Regions from separate parts of the Rattus norvegicus genome. Here region 2 is linked to region 1. The links are chromatin contacts, called in public Hi-C maps. All regions are on one chromosome and are shown on one strand. The core of a region is the stretch at or near the end of the contact, and the rest is flanking DNA. Distances in the headings are between cores, read along the strand shown. Region 1 has its middle 150 kb from the start of Cdh4. Region 2 overlaps Cdh4 (cadherin 4).

Region 1 (5,411 bases), core at 711-3,210:
GTATCCCACAGGGGTCCAGGCTCTGGGACACTGGACTCGGATGCGGCCTGGCCAATGCAGAAAACTCAGGTGTCCTTGTCTTGCTTAGAAAAAGTCATACCATACGGTTTAAACTTTCTTTAAAGCACTTAAAGTTTTTAACATATCTGCAATGAACTTTAATGGGATTCTATAAAAACTGAACAGACCTTAGAACTAGCTGGGAGAGTCAGTGAGTGACCTTGGTGGCAGTTTTAATTAAAACTGAAGTAGAACTTCAAGACTTTTTGAGGGTGTCTGTGGCCAAGTAGCTCAGGAGGGGGAGGGGTGTGAAGGAAGGAACCATCTTTCTGTGCAAACGTGAGGTCCTCCCTTTCATGTCCTTCCTCATCCACATCACTTCATGTCTTGGGCTCCTCATCCCTAGAACCTCCATGCTGGAAAGTTTATCTAGAAGTCTTCATCTGGGACCTGTGGACACAGGAATGCCTGCCCATCTCTCCGCTGTCGTGGAACCACAGAGCTCTTGACCTGTGTGCCTTTCTAAGCAGTGGGTGAATCATCAGAACCCAGGCTCTGCAGTAGACACAGACCAGAGCGCAGACCCTGTGCCAGCCATCTGGCCTAGCAGAAGGGCTTGCAAGTCCAGCCAGCCAGGTAACCTGTTTCTTCCCTGTCTCTGTCCTCTGTTTTTAAAAACCTAGGCAGAGCTAAAACAGCTTCGCGGTGTAAAACTTGACATCTTTCACTAGTTTACAATTTACTCTGCCTCACAGTGTGCAGAGCAGCTCCACACCCTGCAGCCATCCCTTACAGTAGCCACCTCATTCATCTTTTCCTTCAACAGTAAAAAGCCTCTCCAAGAACCTCACATAAACAGGACTCCATAGTGGATGCCTTTTGTGCCCAGCTCCTTTCATTTGCTGTAATTCATCTGTGATTTGTTTGTAGCAGCTGACGTCTACACAGTCCTTGTCTTGGCTGCATAATATTCCTCTGAGTAGACATACCACAGCCTGCTTATCCAGGTACCCACTGAGGGGTGTTTAAACTGTTTGTAGATGAGGATAACAAGGAATAACACTGTTACATGTATTCGTGGCCATGTTTTGTGTGAGAATCTGTTTACTTCTCTGGGGTACTGGCATAGAATTAAAGTCCTGGCATAGAAATTAAGACAGCGACTGTCTGTATTGCACACTGACCAGAGCGACCATTCTGTTTGGTGGTTTGGCACAAGTAGGTTTTGGTTATAGCAGTAGGTTAGTACCTTAATTTGTGCTTGTGGCCTTCTTGTCAAGATTTCCAGAGGTTTCCACTTCCTACAGAAAGGTTGGTGTACATATTCTAAGCTCTGACGTAGTGGTAGCCTTAACCTCCGGAGCCAGAATCGCCTCTCCCTGGAACAGGCTCATCCCCGCCACACCGTGTGGCTCCCATAGATTTCCTGTTCATCCAGCTTTGGCTGGCGCTGGAGTCTAATAGAAGACCCCCATCTTGGTAGAAAGAATTCTTAAGAATCTTTGCAGTGAGTTTCTAAATTGGATGACATAAGAGAGCACACGGGCAAAGGTAGGCTTATTTAAGACAGCCAGAAGCAAACATGACCACCAGTGAAATATGGGTTTCAGGTTGCCATAGTGATGAGAGAAGTGACCCCCGTGGCCGCTGCGGACAGCTGCTGTGGACAGAGTCCAAGGTTTCTGTTTGCTTGGCTTTTGTTTTGTTTTTTCTTTGCATAAGCTTCTGCCAAGTCACTTTGGTGCCTGGGAGAGCCGGCTGCCTGTGTGGTGGAGAATAAAACAATTTAAAAAATAATAATAAAACTGATTGTATCTGCTTAGTCACTTTAAGAAAGTGGTGAATTAATCTCAGCTGTGGACTTTTAAGGGGAGGGGAAATGGGAAATGGCCCTTTTGTCTGTGAAGTGGTGAGTCCTGTGGGAGAGGCACAGGCAGGCTGGGGCTCAGCTGCCTCCTGAGAGATTATGTGGTCAGGTGTTGTAGGTAGCCTGGGACTCAGGAAAGGGAAATGGCTTAACAGAGGAGGGATCTTGATATTGGCAGGAAAGTCCATGTCCCCTGGGGGTGGGGGAGGGGGTGGAGGGATGCAGGAGCATACCCAGGGGTTCCAGGCGAACTGACAATAGCAGTGTCAGAGCCACATGCTGCGGCTGCAGACTCCCAGGCCTCTTGGGAAAGCCTTCCTGCTAGGCATGCATTCCAGCATTAGAAGGGGCTGAGCCCCTCTGATGGGCAGAGGCAGGGACCAAAGAGAACAAGAGGAGAGGGCTCTGGTAGAGCAGAGCCCATTGCAAAGCAGTGCTGGCCAGCCTTGCAGGGAGTTCTTGCCAAAAGCTGTGCCTGCTAGCTGTGCCACAGGCAGCAGAGAGTTAGGTAATAAAGGCCAGGTAGCCATTGACAGCGCTCAGGTACGGACCTATCTACAGACACAACCATCATCTGGAGATCCCTGACTCCTCTCACTCAACATGTCCAGACCTGCGGGACCCTCTGGGATAGGTACACCTCATCCCCTCCAGAATATATACAAAGTAGGCCATCCCAGGCAAAGCCTCCTTCTTGAGCCAGAGTGGTCTTTGTCCTGGTCAGTCATAAATGACACTCGAGCTCCTTTGTTGATGCCTTTGCAATCCTCTGAGAACCACAGTAGCTTGATCTCCTTGTTGTCCTTAAAGAGGAAGAGTGGGAAAGGCAAGCCTTTGTTGGACCCACAGACATAAGCCATGGGCATGCTAGGATGCTGGGTCAGGTGGCGAAGGTCCTAGCTACCTATCTTATCATCAGGGACTTCAGAGAAGAAGTCAGAGGCTGACTGTCCTGAAGGCCCAAATACATTAGGTTCTGACTTTTGTACATGTTGTCTTTACTACCCGTGTGTGTGTGTGTGTGTGTGTGTGTGTGTGTGTGTGTGTGTGCTTGTACTGGCTTGTGCATGAGGTCACACACACATGCCAGCACACATGTGCACATGCACACACACACACATCATACATACACACACAAACACAATGCACACACAATCAGACACACAGACATATATACACAAAAACACACAGACACTCACACAATGCACACATACAATGCATATACACGGACACACACACACCATACACATACACACACACAAACACTTGCATAAGCACATACACTATACACACATACACACAAACACACAATTCACACATAATCAGACACACACAGAGACATACACACAGACCCAAACATAAACACAAAGATACACACAGACACACAAAGACACAGAGACATACACGTGGAGACACACACATACTGATGCACACACACACATCATACATACACCCACAAACACAATGCACACACAATCAGACACACAGACACACACACAAAGCACACAAATAATGCACACACACAATGCATATACACAGACATGCACACAAAGCACACGCACACCATATACACATGCACACAAACACTTGCATAAGCATATACACCATACACACATACACATACATACATACACACAAACACACAATGCACACACAGAGACACACAGAGACACACATAGATATACACAGACACACGGATATACCTATAAACACAGAGACACACACAGAGATACATACACACAAACACACACATACATACACACAGACACACACAGTGATGCACACACACACACACACTGATGCACACACACACACTGATGCACACATATATACATACAAACACACAGTGCACACACATACACACACACACACACACACACACACACACACACTGATGCACACGTGCCTGCGGTGCTGTGTGTCAGCTCCCTGCCTCCGTCTGAATGAGGAGACCGTATTTGTCAGCAACACCGCAGCCCCGCAGATCCACAGCATGATTTATGGCATGTGTTAGCGCAATATCTGTGTGCATCGCTGGAGGAAACTTAATTGATGAGAGGATTGTCAGAAATGATTCTGGGTATGGGGTGTGGTGCATTGAGCAGCGGATCAAAAGGGAAGGCAGCCTCTCTTGGAAAGAATATGTTCCTGCATTATGATTGGAACATCTCCTGAAGAAACAGCTCCCTTATTTTTCCGTCTGAGATGAGATTTCTTTCTCCTTTGGGGACCAGGCCACTCTCAGCAAACAAGAGACAGAAAGAGTGCAGGTGTCTATCAGTCGGAGACAAGGTCCCCGTGTGAGACCTCAAGGGCACTAGGTTATAAGTCACAGTGAGCTCTGTGTTGGGAAAGTCAAGTATGCTGGCCTGGGCCTTCTCCGTGCACTGAAGGTCTGCCTGGAGATGGGCCTCTGGGACTGGAGTCCAGAGCAAGAGAAAGAGGACAAGTGACCTGCTGGCTGTTGGCACTCAGAAGCAAAGGTTCTTGGCTTTCTGTCTGTACACCTGTCCATGCCGACAGTGCAGTCATTTTGCACCACTAGGCTGGACTTCAAAACCCTGTTAGGCAAGCATCCATTCCCTCAGCTAAACCTGACTGCAGTAGGTCACTGCCCTAGGGGAACTGAGATCAGGACAGATCTCTGTGTCAAGGAACGGTGCCTTTGCATACAGACTCTCACCAGAGGGCACAGCCACACCCAGGAGGTCTCCAAGGAAGCAGGCATGAGGACATCCGTACCCTGGGTCATGCCCTGTCCTCAGCTATCCAACCCACAGCCCAACACTAGGAGTCCCTTCCATTTTCCCTAGGCTCCACATTGGCCAGGTTTATCCCCAGGGCCACAGCGGCTCATTCCTGAGGCCTTTGGCAGGTGAAGCGTCTGATGACAGCAGAAGGTGGCTGTTCAGAAACTATGCCGCGTGGCCCAAACAGGAGGCAAGAGAGTCAGAGACCTCAGCACACCCACACCCACCAAGCAAAGTGGTAAGATGGTGCTGCCAGCACTGGATGGCGCCCTGGGACACCGGAATGGAGGACCGTAGCAGATGGCTTCGGTGACTCTGTTTCCCTCCCTCCACCTATCCTTCCATGAAGTTCAGCTCAGAGTGACTATAAATCAAGGATACAGTACAGAGACCCCCATCCAGGACTTGGTTACCCCAGTCTAATGAAGCCGACTTTAGGGAGAAATGGGGCTAGGCCTGGATCTGGTCAGAAACAGCTGAGACACAGGACATTCCTCTCCCCTGTAGTGTTGATCAGAGCTGGGCAGAGGGCTCATTTCCCATGCGCATAGTAATGCTGTGTTTTGAGTGTGGCCAACCCATGAATATTAAAAAATAAAATACGCTTGATCAATGATGGCTTTGTTTGCGATAGAACCATCCTGGGTTCAGACAGACGAGCCCCCACAGCTTAATCACTGTCATCCGAGTGTGGTTTGCAGAAGAATCGGGGTGTTCCGACGAGTATTGATCTGCCGTCGCAGTCCCGGGCATTCAGGGATGAGGGACCGGCCATCGCCCTTCTGCTCTGTATC
Region 2 (6,173 bases), core at 3,082-5,581, 390 kb after region 1:
CTGTACACTTTCTAGAGGCACTCAGACTTCTGGGGTGAAGGGAACCTTTGCACGCGCCCCCCCCCCAGAAGGTTTGCACTTGCCATGGATGGATGGCTCAGCTGGAGTCTGAAAGTCTTGTTAACGACATTAACGTGCATCTACCTGGGTTTTAATCATCAAAGACAAACTCGCGCCATCCCATGCTGGTGGAGCGTCACTAATTCTAGTTACACGGTAACTATGTAGCTCTGGGTTTTAGAAATTAGGCCTCTGAGACCCATCAACTGTGTGGTGCGCCTTTGCTAAATGAATGGCTGTATTATTATCAAGGTAATTCAAAACAAATTTCAAGCTGTGACAATGAAATGGTTCTGATCGTAGGCTGGGGTTTGTTCTGAAATTGCCCATCGGAATGGGAACAGCTATACTTCAAGTTGGAATTCTGGCGTACTAATTTTACCTACTCACTTTCATTAAATCCTAACAAAATTTTTACCAGTGGGAATAATAGCAGCCTTGGGCCAACTGTGACTGTGGGTTAATAATGTGATGGTGTCTCCTTCACCCCACTTAGCTGGCGGTGGCTCTTGATCTAAGATGACTCTGTCCTCTGTATCTAGGAGGACAGAGAACATCAGTGCATATCAGCAGTGACTTCCCAGGGAGGAAGAGACAACTCCCCCAAGCCAGATCCAGCACTGTCCTCCCTATTCTCTGTGTGTTTGTGTATGTGTGAGTGCATGCATATGCTTGTATATATGTGTGTGTGTGCATGTGTGTGCATGTGTGCATGTGTGTGTGCATGCATGCCTATGTGTATGCATATGTGTGTGCATATGTGTGTATATGTGTGCACCTGTGTGTGAGTACATGCATGTATGTGCATGCACTTGTGTTATATGCATAAGTGAGTGCATGTGTACATGCATGTGTGTAAGCATATGTACATATGTGTGTATGTGTGTGTGCATGCACATGTGTGAGTGCATTGTGTGCATGTGTATGTGTGTGTATGTGCGCATGCACATGCATGTGTATACGTGCATTGTGATGCATGTGTATATGTGTGTGTGCTCGATTGTGTATGTGTGTGCATGTGCTTGTGTGCATGGGTGTGTAAGTTCATGTGTGTTCATGTGTACATGTGTGTGGGGGCATACACATGTGTACATGCCTGTGCATGTGTGTGCGTGCATGTGTGCGTGTGAGTGTGTGTGTGTGAAGTTGCACAGATATCTGATATGCACGTGCCTGTACCTGTGGAGACCAGAAGTCAACCTCAAATGTCATTTCTTAGGAGCTGTACATCCTGTTTTTAAAACAGTCTTCCACTGACCTGGAGCCCACTAGTTTGGCTGGCCTGGCTGGTCAGTAAGCCCCGGATAAACCCAATTCCACCTCCCAACCTTGGGATTGCAAGCAAGCTTCACCATGCCCAACTTCCTTTATGTGGGTTCTAAGGTTCGAACGCTGGTCCACACACTTAAAGACCGAGTGCTCTACCAACGAACTACTCTGTCTCCCAGCCCCAGCTCCCCCTTTTCAAAACCCAAATGCTGGTGACTGGTTAAGAACATGCACTGCCCTTACAGGGGACCTGAGTTCTAATCCCAGCACCCACATCAGACAGTTACAACCACATGGAACTCCAACTCTAGGGGACACAAGACCACTAGTGTCCATGGGCAGTAGCACTTACACATGCCACACACAGACACACACTTGTCATTCATGTCCAAGGAAAGTGCTCTGGAGACAGCAGTGTGGCTGTCCTTGAAATACTTCCTCTCACTGTGTGTGCTCATGAGCAGAAGAGAGCTGTGAGAGCCTCCCTGGTCATCTGGGTGTCCTCATCTCTACACTTGGGCTCTTTCTGCTCAGGTTTCACCCTGGCTGCACAGCATAGCAGATAGTGAATCTCTGGGAGGTAGCAAAGGTCATTTCCATGACCACATCTCAGGAACCCCCAGAGTGCCTTCTGCATCCATGAGGAAAATTGTTCCAGAAGCGTCACATACAGTGCACAACATGTCCCCTGCCTTCACTCACCAAACATCAGCACCCACAAGAGCAGCAACTAAAGACGGCATTTGCTGGCATTCATACAGGGCACACAGCAGCCTCCTAAGACGCTCTCACCTCCACAGTTGCTAGAGAGCCACCATCCCACGGAGAGCACCTCAGGGGCCTCTCAATGTGTTTGTCTGCTGCCAGCCAGCCCCATCCTCTCAATCACTTCACTGAGGAGTCCCCAGCTGTGTTAAGTGGCTTTAAAGGCTAAAATTTCCCTTCCTACAGGGCAGACCTGTGAGAAACTCAGCGGGAAGACAGACTCCCCTGCTTTGTGGAATATTGATGGCATCCTGATGCGCGCTCTAAGGGAAGAGGGGACCGTTCTTGGTCATAACCAAGAGCCAGGGTGCTGGTGTGAGAGGAGAGGAGAGCCATGTGCAGCTTCTGGTCTGGCAGCAAGGGAAGCCCATGAGCTCTGGCTAGGTCTCACCTTCCCTCCTCCATGCACCAACAAGTAATGCCATCAGCCTCCCAGAGTTCTCTCTGTTGGCAAGGCACTGTCCATGGGCAGGCACAAGCACCCAAGGGGGAGCTAAAGAGCCTCAGCTGCTTCCCCAGCAAAGCTCAGGGCACCTCACATCTGAACTGTTGACCTTTATATCCATTGATGGAACCGTTGCACCATCAGGCAGAGTTTCCGGCAATGCTTGCCCAGAAGGGATCAAATATTCTGCCTGTAGACCCAAGTCCACAGTCTGGCTGTCTCTGCAGTCAGTGTAGATTAAAGGACGACCTCACCTGGCTGAAAACCCGCCAACCAAATTTCTGTCAGCACCATGGAGAGAGATCGCCTTACCTCCTACGCCATGATACTAAGTATCACAATGTTTCAGTTCATGTGCCTTATGGTGCTTTGTTCTTAAGTGACCGCTTTCCAACGCACACCCACCGCTTTTGCAGAGCTCCTTCCACACTGCAAATAGTTCTTCAGGTTGCATATATTTCATTAGCCTCTTGTTCCCTCCTCCCTTCAGACCACACACACACACACACACACACACACACACACACCCTTAGTACTTTTTTCTATTTCTATGCACTACACATATGTATATGTATGTGGGGTGTGTGTGTGTGTGTGTGTGTGTGTGTGTGTGTGTGTGTGTGTGTAAACCTGGACTCTGCATATGAAAGAAGGCACATGATATTTGCCTCAGTCTGTCTAATTTAGCCTAACATGCTGATCTCCAGTTCTATCCATTTTCTGGCAAATGCTATGATGTCATTTCTAATCCTGTATTTGTGCATTTGGGCATTAATGGACATCTAGGCTGGTTCCACATGGAGGCTTGTTGTGAGTAGTGTTGGAGTGTGGAGATACAAGTCTCTCCAGAGTGTTCTTAGAATCTTTCAGTTAGATGCCCACGAGAGCACAGATAGGTCCTGTGGCAGTGCTGCCTTTAGTATATTAGATGCCCATGAGGGAACAGGCAGGTCCTTTGGCAGTGCTGTCTTTAGAAAATTAGAGAATCTCTGTGCTGCTGCATAGGGGCTGCCCTGGTTTACGCTCTGAGCAGCAGTGGACAAGGGCTCCCCTTCCCACCTCCTCATTGGCTTTCTTGATAATGACCATTCTGATTTGGGGTATGATGATATATAAGGGAAGTTTTAATTTGCATTTCCCTGATGGATAAAGGTGTTGAACAGTTATTAAACATTTATCAGCCTTTTGTGCCTCTTTCTTTGAGGGCTGTCTGTCTAGCTCATCCGCCCACTTGCCAATTGAACAGTTTGTTTTGATGGTTAACTTTTGTGGTTCTTTGTAAATTCTGGTTACTTTATAACTAGACTCTAGGTATTTTGTAAATTCTAGTTACATTCCCTGTCCAATGTAAACTTGGCAAAGGCGTCTCTCACTCTTTGGACTCTCTTTCTGCTAATTGCTTCCAGTGAGAAACAGAAGACTTTAATTTCCACATTATTTTAATTGTAAGTTCTTGGGGTTATTATTTCCTGAACTGTTGGGGTCCCTTTCAGAAATTCCTTGTCTATTCCTGTATCTTGAAATATTTAGAGATATTTAAAGATCTATATGTAGGAAAACTCCTCTCTTAGTCAAGAAGGCAAGTGGGAAACATTTGACTTTAAAACGGAATCCAGGGAATAGCTCTCAAATAGACATTTGAAAGTTCCTAAGTGCCAATTGCTCCTGCAACAAAAGTTATTCCATAGGTGTCTCTGTGTCCAACTCTGGCTGCCCAGTCTAAGTCCCTGCCTCCCTGTTTCTGGTGAGTTCCCTCCACCTCTAATATTGAATTCTGCTGTCTGGAAGAGGAGCTGATGGCACTGGCCTACCTATGAATTCTGGCAGGAACCGAGTGACTTGGGTCAAAGAGTTCTGAGATATTCCTAACATGCTTCAGCAGACTGGTGACATGCACCATTCAGGGTTCTGGCCACTGTCTCATCCTTGAGGACACACCAACGAAGGAACTTAGAGCATGGGTCCTCTGGAAGTGGTACTAAACCTTTCATCAGTACACTGCAGAGACATGGCAGGCCACAATGGCTTAGGCCCTTCAGATACCCCGCCGGCCCCTGCAATACAGAAGCTATCTGGCCTCCAGAGCTACCCCTGCCCATGTGAGAGGAATGCTGCAGAGGTTACCTTCAAGACTGGCTATGTGTACAGACAGTCAGATGAGCAGGCAGGCTCTGCTCTGATGTTGGCAGTTAGTCCGCTGCCCATGTCCCCACCGAAGGATGAGTCAGGAGCAATATTATTTCATTTATGAGGAGCCTTCATTTATGAGTCCTGGCTTTGCTCACCCTGATGACCCCCAGCCCAACCCTAGACCCCCTAGGAGTGTTGAGAAAGTCAAGTTCCTTTCTGTATTACAATACACATGGAGAATCACTTGCCAACTTTATTTATATCCTCTAAATGCTGTGCCCACACATGAACCACATCCTTGCCATGAGGGCAGAGTCACTAGCTCTGCCATTACTGTAAGATGTGGTGGGCTACTAGAATCTGGACCCTTTACATATTATGGTGTTTACTGCATGACACAAGCCACCCTTGTCTATAACCAGTCCTGCCCACGTGGGAAGGATGAGTCATAGGTCACCTTAAATGACTGACATTTGTACTGCAAAGAGCCAAAGCTGGCCCCTTGCCTATGTTTGCAAATAAAGTTTTATTGGCACACACCCGTGTCCCTTTGGCTCCGGGTTGTCTGTGACTGCCTGTGTTGAAACAACAGTACTGAGTAGCTACAACAAGCACCAGTTTGCCCACAAAGCTGGAAATATTTACCGCCTGGCCCTTTACAGAAAACCTCTGTTAACCCCAGATTTAATGCTCAAACAAGAAGAGACACAGACACACCAACTATCCCCAAGCATGCAAACACTCCTTCTCTGCTGAGAAATCATTTGTCCACAACCATGGAAGCTGGTTGTGCCATTTCTGTAGACAACGGGTGGCAGCAGCACCCCCCCCCCTTGAGATCTTGACCCATTCCATCCACTCAGGGAGAAGGGGTGTGCCCTGTGCGCAAAGCTGGTTCTCACTTCCGGTTGTGCCTGTCAGTGTGGGAATGGGGGGGGACAGGTCTGAGGTGGCCTTGTGGCACCACTCAGCCCTCCACAGCAGGGAGTAGTAATATGGGATCTGTTGCTCCCGTGGGCTGCAGGAATGGTTCTGATTTATTATTTTAATTAAGTGTTTTTAAGCTTTAATTTCAAGAGTTAAATAAGCTGTCTTTATATGTAAATCCAAGCCAACAAATTATTGCACACGAACAGACACACCGTCATCCGAGGAGAGAGAGCCGGGTGCCTTGCTCCCTCACAGCCCCGATGCACACTTCAGCTAGTAGTTCGAGTGGGGCACATAGAGCTGCAGTTCTGATCCTAGCTGCATCCTCAATACTAGCATGGCTTCGCCGACCCACACAAGCAAATCCCAGGAGCCTTTGCTGAGCCCTGCACAGACACAGCTCTGCCTAGCCTGACCCTTTCCTTTCAAACGGTCCGTTAAGCAGAGTGCATGGTTTCATGCATTCTCAAGCGACCACACCCACACGTGCGGACAAAAGGACTCTGGGGTCCATGTCTGCAAGCAGCAGGCAGATCAGCTGCAACAGGCAGATGCTACAGGGTCTGCACAGGGA

The links. A called contact is a pair of places that touch in the nucleus more often than the background predicts.
Region 2: a contact with region 1 is called in a Hi-C map of liver, with 7 times the contacts expected there. The contact joins two enhancer-like sites. A contact is called at or near these places in 3 of 12 Hi-C or Micro-C datasets (kidney and liver).

Annotation. Positions count from the first base shown.
Region 1 is chr3:186,749,056-186,754,466 of GRCr8, forward strand. No RefSeq gene overlaps it. Among named protein-coding and RNA genes, the nearest start is that of Cdh4, 150 kb to the right of the region's middle. Within about 2 kb of position 1,961, at least 2 of the 93 cell types and tissues checked have an H3K27ac peak or open chromatin away from gene starts, as enhancers often do. A contact at or near this core is called in liver, where this site is marked.
Region 2 is chr3:187,140,435-187,146,607 of GRCr8, forward strand. All of the region lies in intron 2 of Cdh4 (cadherin 4), which reads left to right. Among named protein-coding and RNA genes, the nearest start is that of Cdh4, 240 kb to the left of the region's middle. Within about 2 kb of position 4,332, at least 2 of the 93 cell types and tissues checked have an H3K27ac peak or open chromatin away from gene starts, as enhancers often do. A contact at or near this core is called in liver, where this site is marked.